4 separate regions of the Mus musculus genome follow, and regions 2, 3 and 4 are each linked to region 1. The links are chromatin contacts, called in public promoter capture Hi-C maps. All regions are on one chromosome and are shown on one strand. Each heading gives the region's core, a stretch centred on a gene start, on an enhancer-like site or on the middle of the called end of the contact. The rest is flanking DNA. Distances are from core to core; before and after follow the strand shown. Region 1 holds the start of Secisbp2l (SECIS binding protein 2-like). Region 2 holds the start of Eif3j1 (eukaryotic translation initiation factor 3, subunit J1). Region 3 holds the start of Spata5l1 (spermatogenesis associated 5-like 1). Region 4 holds the start of Sqor (sulfide quinone oxidoreductase).

What was found. Promoter capture Hi-C pulls out the DNA fragments that hold promoters and counts their contacts.
Region 2: a promoter capture Hi-C map of liver shows a contact between it and region 1, with 4 times the contacts expected there. The contact joins the promoter of Eif3j1 here to the promoter of Secisbp2l in region 1. A contact is called at or near these places in 2 of 39 promoter capture datasets (liver and pre-B cells).
Region 3: a promoter capture Hi-C map of liver shows a contact between it and region 1, with 7 times the contacts expected there. The contact joins the promoter of Spata5l1 here to the promoter of Secisbp2l in region 1. A contact is called at or near these places in 2 of 39 promoter capture datasets (liver and pre-B cells) and 1 of 484 Hi-C or Micro-C datasets (B cells).
Region 4: a promoter capture Hi-C map of liver shows a contact between it and region 1, with 3 times the contacts expected there. The contact joins the promoter of Sqor here to the promoter of Secisbp2l in region 1. A contact is called at or near these places in 2 of 39 promoter capture datasets (both in liver).

What each region holds. Positions count from the first base shown.
Region 1 is chr2:125,781,199-125,784,554 of GRCm38.p6, forward strand. It overlaps Secisbp2l (SECIS binding protein 2-like), which reads right to left and starts at 1,672. Exons shown (of 18, transcript NM_177608.3): 1 at 1,401-1,672. The coding sequence starts at 1,424.
Region 2 is chr2:122,027,078-122,030,433 of GRCm38.p6, forward strand. Eif3j1 (eukaryotic translation initiation factor 3, subunit J1) reads left to right here and starts at 1,503. Exons shown (of 8, transcript NM_144545.4): 1 at 1,503-1,647; 2 at 1,731-1,834. The coding sequence starts at 1,596.
Region 3 is chr2:122,629,148-122,632,503 of GRCm38.p6, forward strand. Spata5l1 (spermatogenesis associated 5-like 1) reads left to right here and starts at 1,478. Exons shown (of 3, transcript NM_001033256.4): 1 at 1,478-2,612. The coding sequence starts at 1,539.
Region 4 is chr2:122,763,837-122,767,192 of GRCm38.p6, forward strand. It overlaps Sqor (sulfide quinone oxidoreductase), which reads left to right and starts at 1,523. Exons shown (of 10, transcript NM_001162503.1): 1 at 1,523-1,603.

The DNA.
Region 1 (3,356 bases), core at 422-2,921:
TTGGCACATATCACAAATAGTTCTTGAGGGCCTTTACCTAACTAAGGCTGTTTTGTACTGACTGTAGGCCAAGCTGAGGCAAGAGGTACTGGAGGTTTAAACAAACAAACAAACAAACAAAAACCCTTCGTTATCAAATCCTTCTGCATGGCTTTTTTTCCCTAGCTCTCAGATTTCCAAGAATTTAAGTACATGGTGGAGTTTGTGGAATGACAGAAGAGGATACTCTCTAGATAATCTGCTACACTTGCTCTTAGGGTAATCACATGAGGAGTGCCATGCTAAATGTTACCATCTAACCAGGTAATTACATTTCCTCTAAGATGAAAGGAGACATAAGTGAGTATACATATGCATTAGTGCTTCCAGAGTGCCCAGGACGGACAAAAACATCCCACCCTTTCATTAGAGACACACGCGCAAGGAAATTTCCTTTTCCTTCGTCAAGGCTGGAAATCTCAGGTTCCTTTTTCAGAATTACTCTCAAAAACAATGTTTTAATAAATTCACTACATACTGTAACATAATACTCCGGGCCACAGTGAAGTGTGTATTTTCCAAGTGGTCCCACATCAATTTTCTCTTGGTAATTGGTGTTCTTTAATAAAAATAAACTTCTAATCTCTGGAAGATTTGCTTTCCTTTTTAAATCTGTGTGGTAAGGTCCTGTGGAAAGTGCTGAGAGAGGAGAAATCTTTCATAAGAGGTCTAGGATAGAATGGACAATACGACAAGAATCAACAACAGAAACGGCGAAGTGTTCAAAATTAGAAAGCTGTGTTTTGGCTTGAAAAGTGTGCGATTCAAAACCAAAACTGTCGTTAACTATGTATAAACAGAAACTTGGGAGATGGTATCTCATTTACTCGAGTTAATTAACTATTCGCAAAACTAACAGGCAAGTCACCAGTGTTCTCCTTTCAACTATGTGACTAACTGACCAAGGTCCTGGTAGAGGGAAATTGACAGCGAACAAAAATCACACTCAGTCAAATTAAGTCGTTTCCAGGGAAGCTGTAAAATACTGGGGAGGAGGAGGAAGCATGACACTATTCTTCTAAGTTATTTTTCACCCTGCCATTAGCCCTTCCTCCCAACTCTTCCAGAAAGAATTCGATGCAATCAAAACACTAACAGACCACTAATGGAACTACTGTGCGAATACGAATATGGACTCAACTTGAACTCTTGCTCCATTTTAAAAGAATAATTATTTGCAAAGTAACTAGACAGGAAAACAAGGGTAAACCACGGTAGTCTCTTCATAAAAGAAATACACTCCAGACTGCTGCAAGGGCAACGCTGTCGCCGCTGAGCTCCGCCGGTCCACCTCCCCCGGCCTTTCAGCTTCGGCGGCCTGCCGGCCCGGAGGCCCGAGAGCAGCCCGGGCGCTTGCGTACCTGCTCGGCCGGCGCTCGGTCCATGGCGCCGGCGACAGGCGCCGGCTCTAGTCGGTGTGCGCAGCGCCGCGGGCCGCTTTCTCCATGGCCCCCCGCTCGGTCCCGCCGGGCTCGGTCCACTCCGCACAGCCGGCCGGACGCCGACTCGGCTACGCCACTGGCTGGGGAGGCGGCTCCAGCTCAAGGCGGGGGAGGCGGCGGCCGCCCCGGGGAGGGATCATCTGGGACGGAAGCCGAGCGGGACCGAAAGGGCGGAGGCGCAGTAGGAAATGGAGATACGCAGGGGCGGGGATGGCCGAGGAGCGACGGGGGCGGGGGGAGGGGGGTGGCTAGCGGGCAGCCAAGGCCAGGGGCACTGCCTGGTTGGGTTACTCCTCCCACTCCCACCTAGGCAGGTTGGGCTGCCTGGAACTCAGGACGCATGTGTTCACTTTGCCGGGACCTCAGAGACTGCTCAGAAGGCAAAACCTACTCAGGATATTGGAAGAGCTTGTAGCTGCTCACTAGTCCTGTGATCCTGTCAGTACTCTAAAAGAATGAAAAGAACGAACAATCTTGCCCTTTGAAAATTGCACAAATAAATTGCATACACAGAGTAGCAGCCATAGGTAAGAAGCCCTGTTAAAAAATCTCCACAAATAATGATTAATTAATGTTATTGTCCCGGTTCCAGACTCACATCTAGCCTCAACTCCAGGCTGATTTTGCCCATTTCGAACCCTATTTTTACCCAAAACCTGCATAACTACCCAAGAAGAGATTATCTTCTCCTCTGCTTTCCCCATATGGTTAAGAATTGTTCCTTTTAATCTCCAGGTCATCAGCTCCTTAAAGACTAGAGTTTGCCTTGAAACTAAACCCTACTGGTAGATTCCCTCTGGGGAGTTAGACAGCCTCCAACACACACAAGCTCTCCACAAGAGTTCTGGCTTGATAACGTCGGTCAGCTGAATTATATATACTTCAGTGAAGAAAGAGAGTAGAGTTGGCTGCTGTTAGGGTCACTGGCCAGGGGATCTATGTCTGGAAAAGGGAAAAGGATATCTAAGAAATCTGCTTCGTCATCACGCTTTGGGAGATGTTCATAAAGCCTTTTCAGTTAATCCAAGTCTGTAAGGAGAGAGTGGTCTGTAAAGATCCTGGCTATGTTAGTGTGGAAGCTGTATTTCTGCCAGCTTAAATGAATGCATTTTGTCTACAGGACATATGAAGGCTGGTCTGCAAACCACATGATGGAGAAACACTTATGCCTGTACATGAGAGTTTCGTGCATTTGGTTTTGTTTTTCCACTGTATGCACACTTTTATTTCAGTTGCACATGCATTTGTGTTGAAAATGTGTGAGCTGTGTAATGTCAGATTCCTTAGAGTCTATTACAAACCCTTGCTCAGGATTCAATGGCTGCAGAAGAAATTTAAGGCTGATCCACAAAGCAAAGCTATTTATACAGGGCAGTTACATAAGCCACAGCGGCTCACCCTCCTTTCTGACAGCAAGATGAGATGAGCTGTGCCCCTACCGGTGGTCTTTAGCTGCAAGACACCCAGCCTGAGTTAAAAAGTCATTAATGCAGTACGGTATTTGAGGTTTTCCCCTTCTTTGAAGGATCTGTAAGAGGAAATGTAAATACAGAGTCTCTAAATATCGTTCCATATTGTATGATTTTTTGCGACTGAAATTGTTCTTGATGAGAATATTCTAAGTCCAATATTTAGGTAAAGTGTAAGAACTGTAGAAACAAGAAGTGTCACAGTGCCATATTAATGTAATGTAATCCTAAAAGGGAGAATGCTGTTGGCTATTAGAAGAAAATAATAAAAAAAAGAAGAGAATAATAAATCTATGGATAAAACAAAGAAATTTAAAGAACTATTTTACATGTGATACAAATGACTTCTTTCATTTAGCAACACATGTTAATATATTCACAGTGCTAAGTACAAGGCTAATCACTG
Region 2 (3,356 bases), core at 253-2,752, 3.8 Mb before region 1:
GAAATCGCATAGCTCAGTGGTAATGCAAGGAAGGCAGAGGCTCTTGGTTTTATCCTATACTTATGTACTAGGTACTTTGTAAAATCATAAATGGATTTTTTTTTTTTTTTTTTTTGGTTTTTTGAGACAGGACTTCTCTGTGTAGCCCTGGCTGTCCTGGCACTCTGTAGACCAGGCTGGCCACCACGTGTGCCACCACGCTGGGCGGATGCTTTCTTTTATAGAGCGTCATCTCTCATTTTAATAATGCTGTCGAACAGCTGAGCGTGGTGGCGCACGCCTTTAATCCCAGCTCTCGGGAGGCAGAGGCAGGCTGATTTCTGAGTTTGAGGCCAGCTTGGTCTACTGAGTGAGTTCCAGGACAGCCAGGGCTACACAGAGAAATCCTGTCTCGAAAACAAACAAACAAACAAACAAACACAAAAAAATTGCGGTAGAACATTTCTTGAAAGACCACCTTATAAAATGTTTACTTGTAGACGAAAAATACACAAGAAACGGAAAGTACTAAGAATGGCTGATGTGTGTCTGTTTTTTTTAAAGACTTAAAACCTAAGCTCATGCCTTTAATCCCAGCACCTGGGAGCCAGCCTGGTTCACAGAGCGAGTTCCAGGACAGCCCAGGCTACAGAGAGAAACTTGTCTTAAAAACAAAGCAAAACAAAACAAAAAACTTTAAAAACAATGAATATATTGGAAAATCAGACAATATCTAAACTAGCTCCTTCCTTCTTAATGTCCTTACTGGGAAGCCCTGTGCCAAGGGGGAGAGAATTTTGCTCCTTTTAGGTTCTTTTTATCAGTTTACCTGTTAGAATGCACTCAGATGAGCACCACAAGCCTTCTCTCTACCAGAAATGCACCGGAGCACAAGTCACTTGGTTTCTCAAACTCCAGCTTCACCAGTGCCTACCGCGGGCAGAAAACTGAAACTTCCGTCGTCGTTAATGCTACCTTTTTAACATCTAACCTCATAATGCTTCTTTTTGTTGCAGCCACTGCACTGTGTCGAAATCTGTTTACATAACTATTTTGCTACTGTGTTGAGGACAAACTAGAATAAGCCTGGGACGGACCACGGAACTCCGAAATGTTTTCGCCAAAACAATCACCGTGCAGGACTTCGGGTGATCACCGGAAGGGAGAACCAGGGAGACTTGGAGTATACTTCCATCTCCGTGCCCGAATGCTAGGAGGCCACGGGATATCTGCCCTGTCCACTTCCTCCTCGCTGCTCGCCTGCTGCCGGCTCACGATCAGCCAGCACTAGAAGACCCACTCGCTAGCCGAGCACCGCCCGACTCACGCGTGCGCACTTCCTTTCTCTTCTCGCGGGGGGTGGGGGATGAGGGGGTGAGGGGTGTGGCTTGGGGGGACCAGGCTGGTCCGCGTCTCCCAGCCCAGCGTCGCCCCACCCCGCCCGCCCCGCCCCTGCCGCGCGCGTCGCCCGTGGGGCGGAGCCTCTGCCGGGCGCCCAGTCAGCCACTGTCCCAGCCTGCCCTGCGCGGGCCAACGAGAGCCAGCCCAGTGACTCACCTCTGCCGCGCTAACTCTTCGCAGCTCTTCCCATCGCACACGCTCACCCCCGGTTCGAGATGGCGGCGGCGGCGGCGGCGGCAGCGGCGGCGGGGGACTCAGACTCTTGGGGTGAGCAGAAGTTCCGGCCCAAATGCGGGCTGTGGCGGCCCCGCTCCCACGCGGGTACTAACGCGACTCGCTCTCTTCCGTAGACGCGGACACGTTCTCTATGGAGGACCCGGTGCGGAAGGTCGCGGGCGGCGGCACGGCCGGCGGGGACCGCTGGGAAGGCGAGGACGAGGACGAGGACGTGAAGGTAGGTTCGGGCCCGGGAGCCAGGCTACGCCCGTGGGCGCCGGCTGCGGGCGGGGAGATCGGGCCCCCGGGGCGCCGCCCGGGCCTGCGGGCCGTGGGTCCCGCGTGAGCTTCGGCCCGGAGGTTCCCTCGGCTGGACGGCCATGTGGGCAGCAAGGCGGCAGCTTGTCCGGCCGGACTCTGCGGAGGGTGGTGACCGCCTGGGCCCCAGCCCTTCACCGAGGGTCGGCTCTCTGGCCTGGAACCTAACTGGAGACGAGAAGTGACAGCAGCAGTCCGGTCGGCCCACGTGCTATCTTCGCAGTCCAGAACCTCTCACCGAAACTAGGCGAACAGATCGGGAACTCGGTTTCAGTGTTTGTCCCATATGGAAAGTCGTGGATCCGCTTTTCCTAGTTCGGCTCTCCCATGTGTCAGTAACTTAGGTATGATTGTGAAGGCCGGTAGCTCGTTTGAGCGATTAGATGGAGAAAATACATTGAATTTTCTAAACTAGAATTGGAGTAGTAAAACAACTTTTAGCTCTCCCTTCCCCCACCCTGTGGTAAGAAGGATGAACTGAGAGCACTGAGATAACCATCGGGTTAGTGGACAGAACTGTGAACTCTGAAAAACAGAGCTAACAGTTATTCATCTACACAGGGACAGACAGGCTTAGAAAAAAACCCCAAAGAGTTGGTGGTTGTGGTAGACCAGGGGCCAGTGGTTTGTTTGTTTTTTTTTTTTTTTGTATTGTAAATTCGAGTCCTATTCACCTTTATTGTTCTTAAAAACTCTCACGGGCTCATCTTACAGCTTTAGATATACTGTTTGGATTTTTCATTTTTACTCTGAACTTTGCTGAAGTGTATGTCTACTTTACCAGACAGCCTGAATTTGAGGAATGAAGTGATCTTTGTGTACATTGAAGTTAATAATGAAGTTAATAATAGTGCTGTTGACTGGCTACTTACGTGCTTTCTTTATCTATTGTATGTATACACTTGGGCATGGTTTGTTACCGACCTTATATTATCCTATCACGGCAGATTTTCAGTTTTGACTTTTCACTTTTCCTAGGAAGTAGAAGTTAGGACATCTTATAAAGTTAAAGAAGTTAAAGTTGGGCTGGAGAGATGGCTCAGCGATTAAGAGCACTGACTGCTCTTCTGAAGGTCCTGAGTTCAAATCCCAGTAACCACTAGCCACCCATCTGTAATGAAATCTGATGCCCTCCTACAGTGTACTTATATGTAATAATAAATAAGTCTTGGGAAAAAAAAAAAGTCAAGAGATGGGAGTAAGTTTAAAACAAAACAGGGGACAGTGGGGGGAAAGTAAAGGAGGCGGGAATAAATGCCAAAAGGTTGTTTAAAGCTTTCAGTAATGATGCCATGTAGTATCTACCTGGGGTTATGGAATGTAAATGGTGTCATTCCTGATGTTTATAATTCGTATCACTTAACAGTGGTTGTGGACCTTCCTGGTGCTGTGAACTTTTAGCTTGTATTTAACATGTTGTGGTGACCTCTCCCAAGCATAAA
Region 3 (3,356 bases), core at 228-2,727, 3.2 Mb before region 1:
TCTAGCGGAAGCTTCGGTTGCAAATGTCCGGTCCGCCAAGGGCCCTCGGCCTTCATTTGTTGGTTCTGGACTCCCTCTAGTGGTGCACACGTTTGTTGCTTTAAATAGTGCTCATAAAATTGCCAAATTTGGAGTCCTGTAACCAACAAAAGGACCACAGAACTGTTATTATGTTTTTCTTTTCAAGGTTTTCTTTTTCTTTCTTTCTTTCTTTCTTTCTTTCTTTCTTTCTTTCTTTCTTTCTTTCTTTCTTTCTTTCTTTCTTTCTTTCTTTCTTTCTTTCTTTCTTTCTTTCTCTCTCTCTCTCTCTCTCTCTCTCTCTCTCTCTCTCTCTCTTTCTTTCTTTCTTTCTTTCTTTCTTTCGATACCTTTCTCCATTCTGTAGTTTAGGCTTGCCTAGACCTCACTAAGTAGCCCAGGTAGAACTATAAATTGTTCTAATCCTTATTTAGTCTCCCAAATGTTGTGATATAGGTATGAACCATCACAGCAAGCTTAGAATGGTTTCCTGCAAGATTGTAAGTATGATGAATTCAGATGTATGGATGACTGAAACAATACAATGAAAATGGTCTGACTCAGAGGAGCAGGATGGGTTAAGGCTGCCTGGGAAAGATAATCTATAGTTTTACTGAGAATGTGTGAATGAGTTGAGGGCCCAGAAACACAATCCCTTCCTGATATTTGTGACACAAGGAGGGGAGTGGCTGTTTTAGTGGGGATGCTGTATATTTCTTGGCCAAGGTCAGAGAACTTTATAGTTTGGCCCTGAACGGGATCAGCCTCTTTATGCAACACGAAAAAACATGTACTGTCCTCCACACCATATCCCCACTAACTTAGCCTCTACCCCTGTTTTAAATCAGTGCTGAAATCTGAAAGGTTAAGTTCACTCTAATTGCCTCAGTGGGCATCAGTTATGACTCTCAGCTGTACCTTTCATGCGACCATGGTCAAAATATGCAGAGAAAAACCTCTTAAGATCACCCTATTAAACTTCCGTTTCCTGGTCAGTTCTTTACCACAGCTATCCACACGCACGCTAGCTTTCACACACATCCCTTTACATATTGAAGATGGTTATTATGTCTTATTATTAATGTCTTCTTTCCCATTTCTAGACGCTCCAAGTCTTTGGAACGAGGATAAAAGATCTTTCATAAGATGCGAGTATCATGATTAATTTGGCGGGTATTTTATTTACACCTTGTTTATATCTGTAAGCACGTTACACCTTGTCAGCAGTTTGGGTTTTCTTTTTTTCCTTAAGAAATCTTTTTACTTCACAAAATGAAAACTCTTATGGCCTAATGGAGCAGCCGTATGTCTGTCAGATGCCAGCGGAGACCTTTTCATTGAGGCTCTTGGACCGACTACCGGGCGTCTGATGTTTATGGAGAGCCAGGCTTTTCTCACTTTCCCAGAAGTCCTTTCGACCGTCAATCAGAGGCTTGTTCCTTCTTGGCGCATGCGCGCCGCCTGCATCCGGCAGCCGGGTGGATTGCTGCCGGGCTTTCCCCGGCGTGGTTCCCCGAGTCATGGCTCCGGACTCGGGGCCCTTCCCCGACGGACAACTTTTGAAGCTGCTGCCGGTGGATCCCCGGGACCGGGACACCCAGCGCTGCCGCCTGGGGCCGGCCGCCTTCCGCAGCTTGGGTGCGCGCCTGGGCTCGCCGCTGAGGATCTCGTTGCCCGCCGGCGGCTGCTGCCTCTGCACGGCCTGGCCGCGGCGCGACAGGGTGGATGGCTTTGTGCAGCTGGACCCGCAGTGCGCTAGCCCCGGGGCCCGGGTGGCCACGGGGAGGATAGGTATGGACTGCTTGCAACCCGTGCCCTGTCCGCCCCTGCGGCGCCTAGAGGTGTGGCCGGTGCTGCGGCCCCAGGCGGGAGCCCCGAGTTCCGCCGCGGTGCTGGAGGTAGTGCACGAGCTGCTGCGCAACCGGCCTGTGTCTCGGGGACACGTGGTGACCACCCCGCCGGGTGTCCCCGGCCCTGTCGCAGCTCTGCACGTGATGGGCGGGACACCGGACCCAGAGCCCGGCGGGTGGGTCACACCGCATACCCGCATCACGCTCAGTGACAAGCCTCCGCCACAGGTCGAGCCTCCCGGGGAGGTGACCCTTGGGGGTCTGTCGGAGACCGCCGACTCCCTACGGGAGCTGCTCCGCCTGCCGCTGCGCTACCCGCTCGCCCTAGCCGCGCTGGGGCTGGCTGTGCCCCGCGGGGTGCTCCTGGCGGGCCCCCCGGGAGTGGGCAAGACCCAGTTAGTGCGGGCCGTGGCGCGCGAGACTGGCGCCGAGCTGCTGGCGGTGAGCGCCCCGGCGTTGCAGGGCTCCCGGCCCGGGGAGACCGAGGAGAACGTGCGGCGCATCTTCCAACGAGCCCAGGAGCTGGCCAGCCGCGGACCCAGCCTCCTCTTCCTGGACGAAGTGGATGCCCTGTGTCCCCGGAGAGGCGGCCCGCACCGAGCTCCCGAGAGCCGAGTGGTGGCCCAGGTGTTGACGCTGCTGGACGGCATCCACAGGGACAGGGAGTTTGTGGTTGTGGGAGCCACCAACCGGCCAGACGAGTTAGACCCAGCGCTTCGCAGGCCGGGCAGGTTTGACAGAGAGGTAAAGTTCCTGAAAGCTCGCCTTTTTGGAATGTTGGGTCAGGCAGGAGTTGTAGATCACTTGTCACATGCAAGCTAGAACCTGGGTTCAAATCGTTCTGGGAAGCAGGATGGTCATTTGCTTTGTTGAAGTAACTAATCCTGATGCATGCATATTAAACTGAAATAGCCTTTGGAATGAGAACTTAGTCACAGTAAGAGAAGGCAGGGAAGGTGAATAAAAACAGGCATAAGCCCTTAAATGTATTCAAATGTCAGGATACCAGCTTCCTGTTCTACGTTGTCAGGGCTGGCTTTTTTAGCGTCTTTGGTACTCAAGTGATTTTTTTTTAATTTCTAAGCAATTATTAGTAATTAAATAATAATTAAAATTTGTGGTAGGATTCTCTTAAGACTTTGGAGGACCTGAATGGATTTCTTCCTTGAACCATCTATTAAAGGGCCCTGCTTCCAAAGAACAAGGACCTAGATTATCTAGTCTGCTATTTGATCCCAGATTGTCAGAACTTGGTGTGTTCTTAAAAAACAACGAAGACTTCTTCAGTGAAATACAGAGTTTTCATTGTGGAGATTCTAGCCACTGTTGTTCCACTGGACAGTTATCATTTTCTTGTATTCATAATCCAAGGTGTGCTTAGAAGTTCATGATACAAGTTCCACAAGGGTTTGCTGAATGACTGTACATACTGGTGAGGGTGCTTTTAAAGGAAGATTTTAAGTTGTCTACTTCTAATTTCTCTATTTT
Region 4 (3,356 bases), core at 273-2,772, 3.0 Mb before region 1:
ATCTGAGGAAAGAATGACTGGGCTGGCGAGATGGGTCAGCAGGTAAAGATGCCTGCCTGGTTCTAAGCCCGATGGTCTGGGATCCATCTGTTGGAGGACAGAATTGACTTTGGGAAGTTGACCTCTAACTTCCACCTGTGCCTCATGACACACATGTACACGTGCACACATGCACACTAAATAAGTAAATAAAATATTATAGAAAGAAAAAGGGGAATGCCAATGGAGTAACTTCTCAGTCTTAATGTCTGATGGGCAAGACACTGATGGAAAGAAGGGACTTCAGTGGGGTAATAGAACGATACATAGATGCCCCAGCGTGTGGGAACTATTCAGGACACGGCTTCCAACTCGATTCTCCAGCCATAGACCTCCAAACACCCTGCAAACAGACTGCCCTTGATTCATTCACAGGAACCAGGACTTCTTAATGAGGATGGAGAGGAAGGAGAGATGAAGAATAGTACGAATTGCTTTGGAAATATGTGTGTAGAGTTTTGCTTTTGTCAAAACTTTGGGCTACAATTGTTGGCACTTAGAGGGTGGAAATCAGGGTTATGTTCAGTACTATACAACAATTAACTGTCCTGAGGCCTGAACATTTTTTTCTGGTGCCCCGCCCCTTGCCTCAACTCTCAAGTATGTGAAACATTTTATTGATAAAATAAATTCAGTTTTAGTTTAGAGTATGGCAGACATTAAGGATTATTTTTACATAGTCTTAATACGCTGTTTCCAGCAATAGCTTTATCAGTAAATACAGATCACATTTGGTTTTGTTTCCAAGTTCTTTACCAGACTTACCTGTTGCTGCACAAAGTCACGGAAAATTACTAGGGAGGCAGTGTTGCAGGTGCAGGTGCCAGCAAGTGCCACCAGGCTTACCATCAAACCCGTAGTCCCTGTTTGCGACCAAGCAATTTTTCTATAGATCCTTCAGAGTGAAGACAGTTTGAAAGAAGTGACTCAAAAACTATTAAAATGCATATAATCAAACAAGTGCGAAAGAAACTTAGTTATGCTTAAAAAAAAAGTTGGTGGCATTTGCGTGTTCTTTGAGGTTTTTTTTTTTTTTTTTTTTTTTTAAGTTGAGGCCTTAGCAACTTTTAGGAACTGTATTTGTTTTAACACATGAAGCCGCGGTCTCTGGCTTGTGCCTTCAAACAGTCAGTCCTTAGAAGGGGCAGAACAGTGACTTGTCAGGCACCAAAAGAACAACTCCTAGGAGCCAGCAGGTTCCAGGGGAAGGTGCCGCGCGGTTCTGAGTAGAGGTGGCCTTGTCTGCACCCCAGGCGTAAGAAAAGCGTCTAGGCTGCGTGGGGACAGTCGCAGGACATGGGGAGCAAGGATCACCCATACCACCCATGCCTCCGGTGTCCGTGCCTGCTCCAAGGTGCGCATTCCCCTCCGGGTTTGTTGTTGGGTAGCGCCCTGGCGGCCTTTCCTCCTCCGGAGGTTGGGGGTGTGGGGGTGGTGGCTGTCCCCGCCCCTGGCCTTTGCCTCCCCGCCCCGGCGGCCAGGCGGGGCTATGCGAGGCCAGCGCTCCAGCGCCACAGTAGTTTCTGCTGCGCCAGCGCTGGGGCCCACGGTGTCGCTCAGCCCGGTAAGACGCACCCCACGACGCTGTTACCCTCCTATAGCCGCTCGCTGTCGCCCACCTCGGTTCTGTCTCCGCGCTCCCGGCCGCCCTTCTTCTTTTCCAACCCCTGACAGACTCCCCTTTGGTCTGGGACTCGGTGGACTTCAATGCTTTCTCCTTAGTGGCCCAGCCTCAGCGATGCAGAGAGGATGGCCCTGGCACCCTCTCCACCCACACAGCTTGGACGTGTGGTCTCGGTGCGTGGGAATTTCAGAAACGTTAGTTCCACTTGTTGTCTGTCACTCAGCACCTTGCCCTGCCTGCCGGGTGGGTTGAGACTGGCATTGATCTGGGGAGGTACCCAGGGCGCTGGGGGTGGGAGGTGGTCAGCGGAGAAGCACAGGCCAGGCTGATTGGCAATTAGTACAAGGGAGAAAAGGCTCTTTGGTGAAACTTTTCACCTTACTTTTACTTACTTCTCCGAGAGCCACCCCAGCTTCTAGGGCTCACAGACTGAAGCTGAGTCAGAGAGTTTGCACAGGCTGTAAACCTCTCCTCTGTAAACACAGCTTTCTGATCCTTTTTTTTTTTTTTTAAAACCTGCAGCTACCTCTGACAGTTCTGAGTTTGGGGGAAAACTAAGGACTCTTTCTTAGAAGATTTCCCTTTTTGCTTTAAACTTTATTATTTTATTTCATGTGTATAGTTAGTTCGTTTGCATGTATGCCTAATGCCCTGGAACTGGGGTTATAAGCTTTCATCTGGGTGCTGGGAACTGAACTCAATTCCTCTGGAAGTAAGCCCTCCGTAAGAGCTCTTAACCACTGAGCCATCTATCTCTCAAGAGACTTTTAAAAACATAAAATTTAAGGCAGGCTATGATGAAAGAAAACAGCCACTAAAGTATTTAAAAGAATGCCATATAAATTTAAAAAGCAAATAACTATTATAATTTTGAATAGCTCAGAATATAGAATTCAAGATATAGGCACTACCTGTAAACACATTTCTAAAACATCATAAATACTGCTAATATTGCTGTGGCCAGCTGCCTACACAGTCCTTGAAGAGAATGTTAAATTTCAAGTAGACATCAGTGGAAGGTGAAGATTTTTTTTTTCTTTCATTCAGATGAATGGACCTCAATTTAGATAGATACCCTGTTAGCAGAAAGGGTGTTGATTACTTGTTAGGCAACTTAGCTTCTTGGGTTTAACACTTTCTTGAACTACCACTATGTCCTCTATCCCCAGCTTCTTTGGGCATCTGCTTTTCCTAAGGAAGAGAATGAGAAAAGCCCGGCACTCCTCCCCCAAGCCTAATGCCTTCTCACAGGTGAAAAGCATCCCTACTGAACTTGATGCAGAGGGATGCGGTAGGTAAAACGCCCCCCCCCCCCAACCTTGTCTGATACTGGCCTTTACATCCCTAAATCTGGTACATAAAAGGTCTGCTGGATGACATGGAGGTGGTTGCTTGTGAAGGCATCTAGGAGACAGCTGGAAGCTTGGGAAATGGCTGTTTAAAACTAATTGCTTCTTTTGAATCCATCAGAGCAAATCCATAAATCCAACTTGGGGATGTGAATACTGGGGAGGGCCCTTGGGTCTGTTGTGGGTCTGGTGCCTCGCCATAGAAGACAAACTGTCTTGATAGGAAAGTAGGATTCCAGAGGTTTCTTTTGCCCATGCGTAGGCTTGTTAATAAGATGTGTTGTAATGTAGGAAATGTCTTGTAAAGAATGGAGACAGAACCCATGAGGAAGCATTCCTAGATG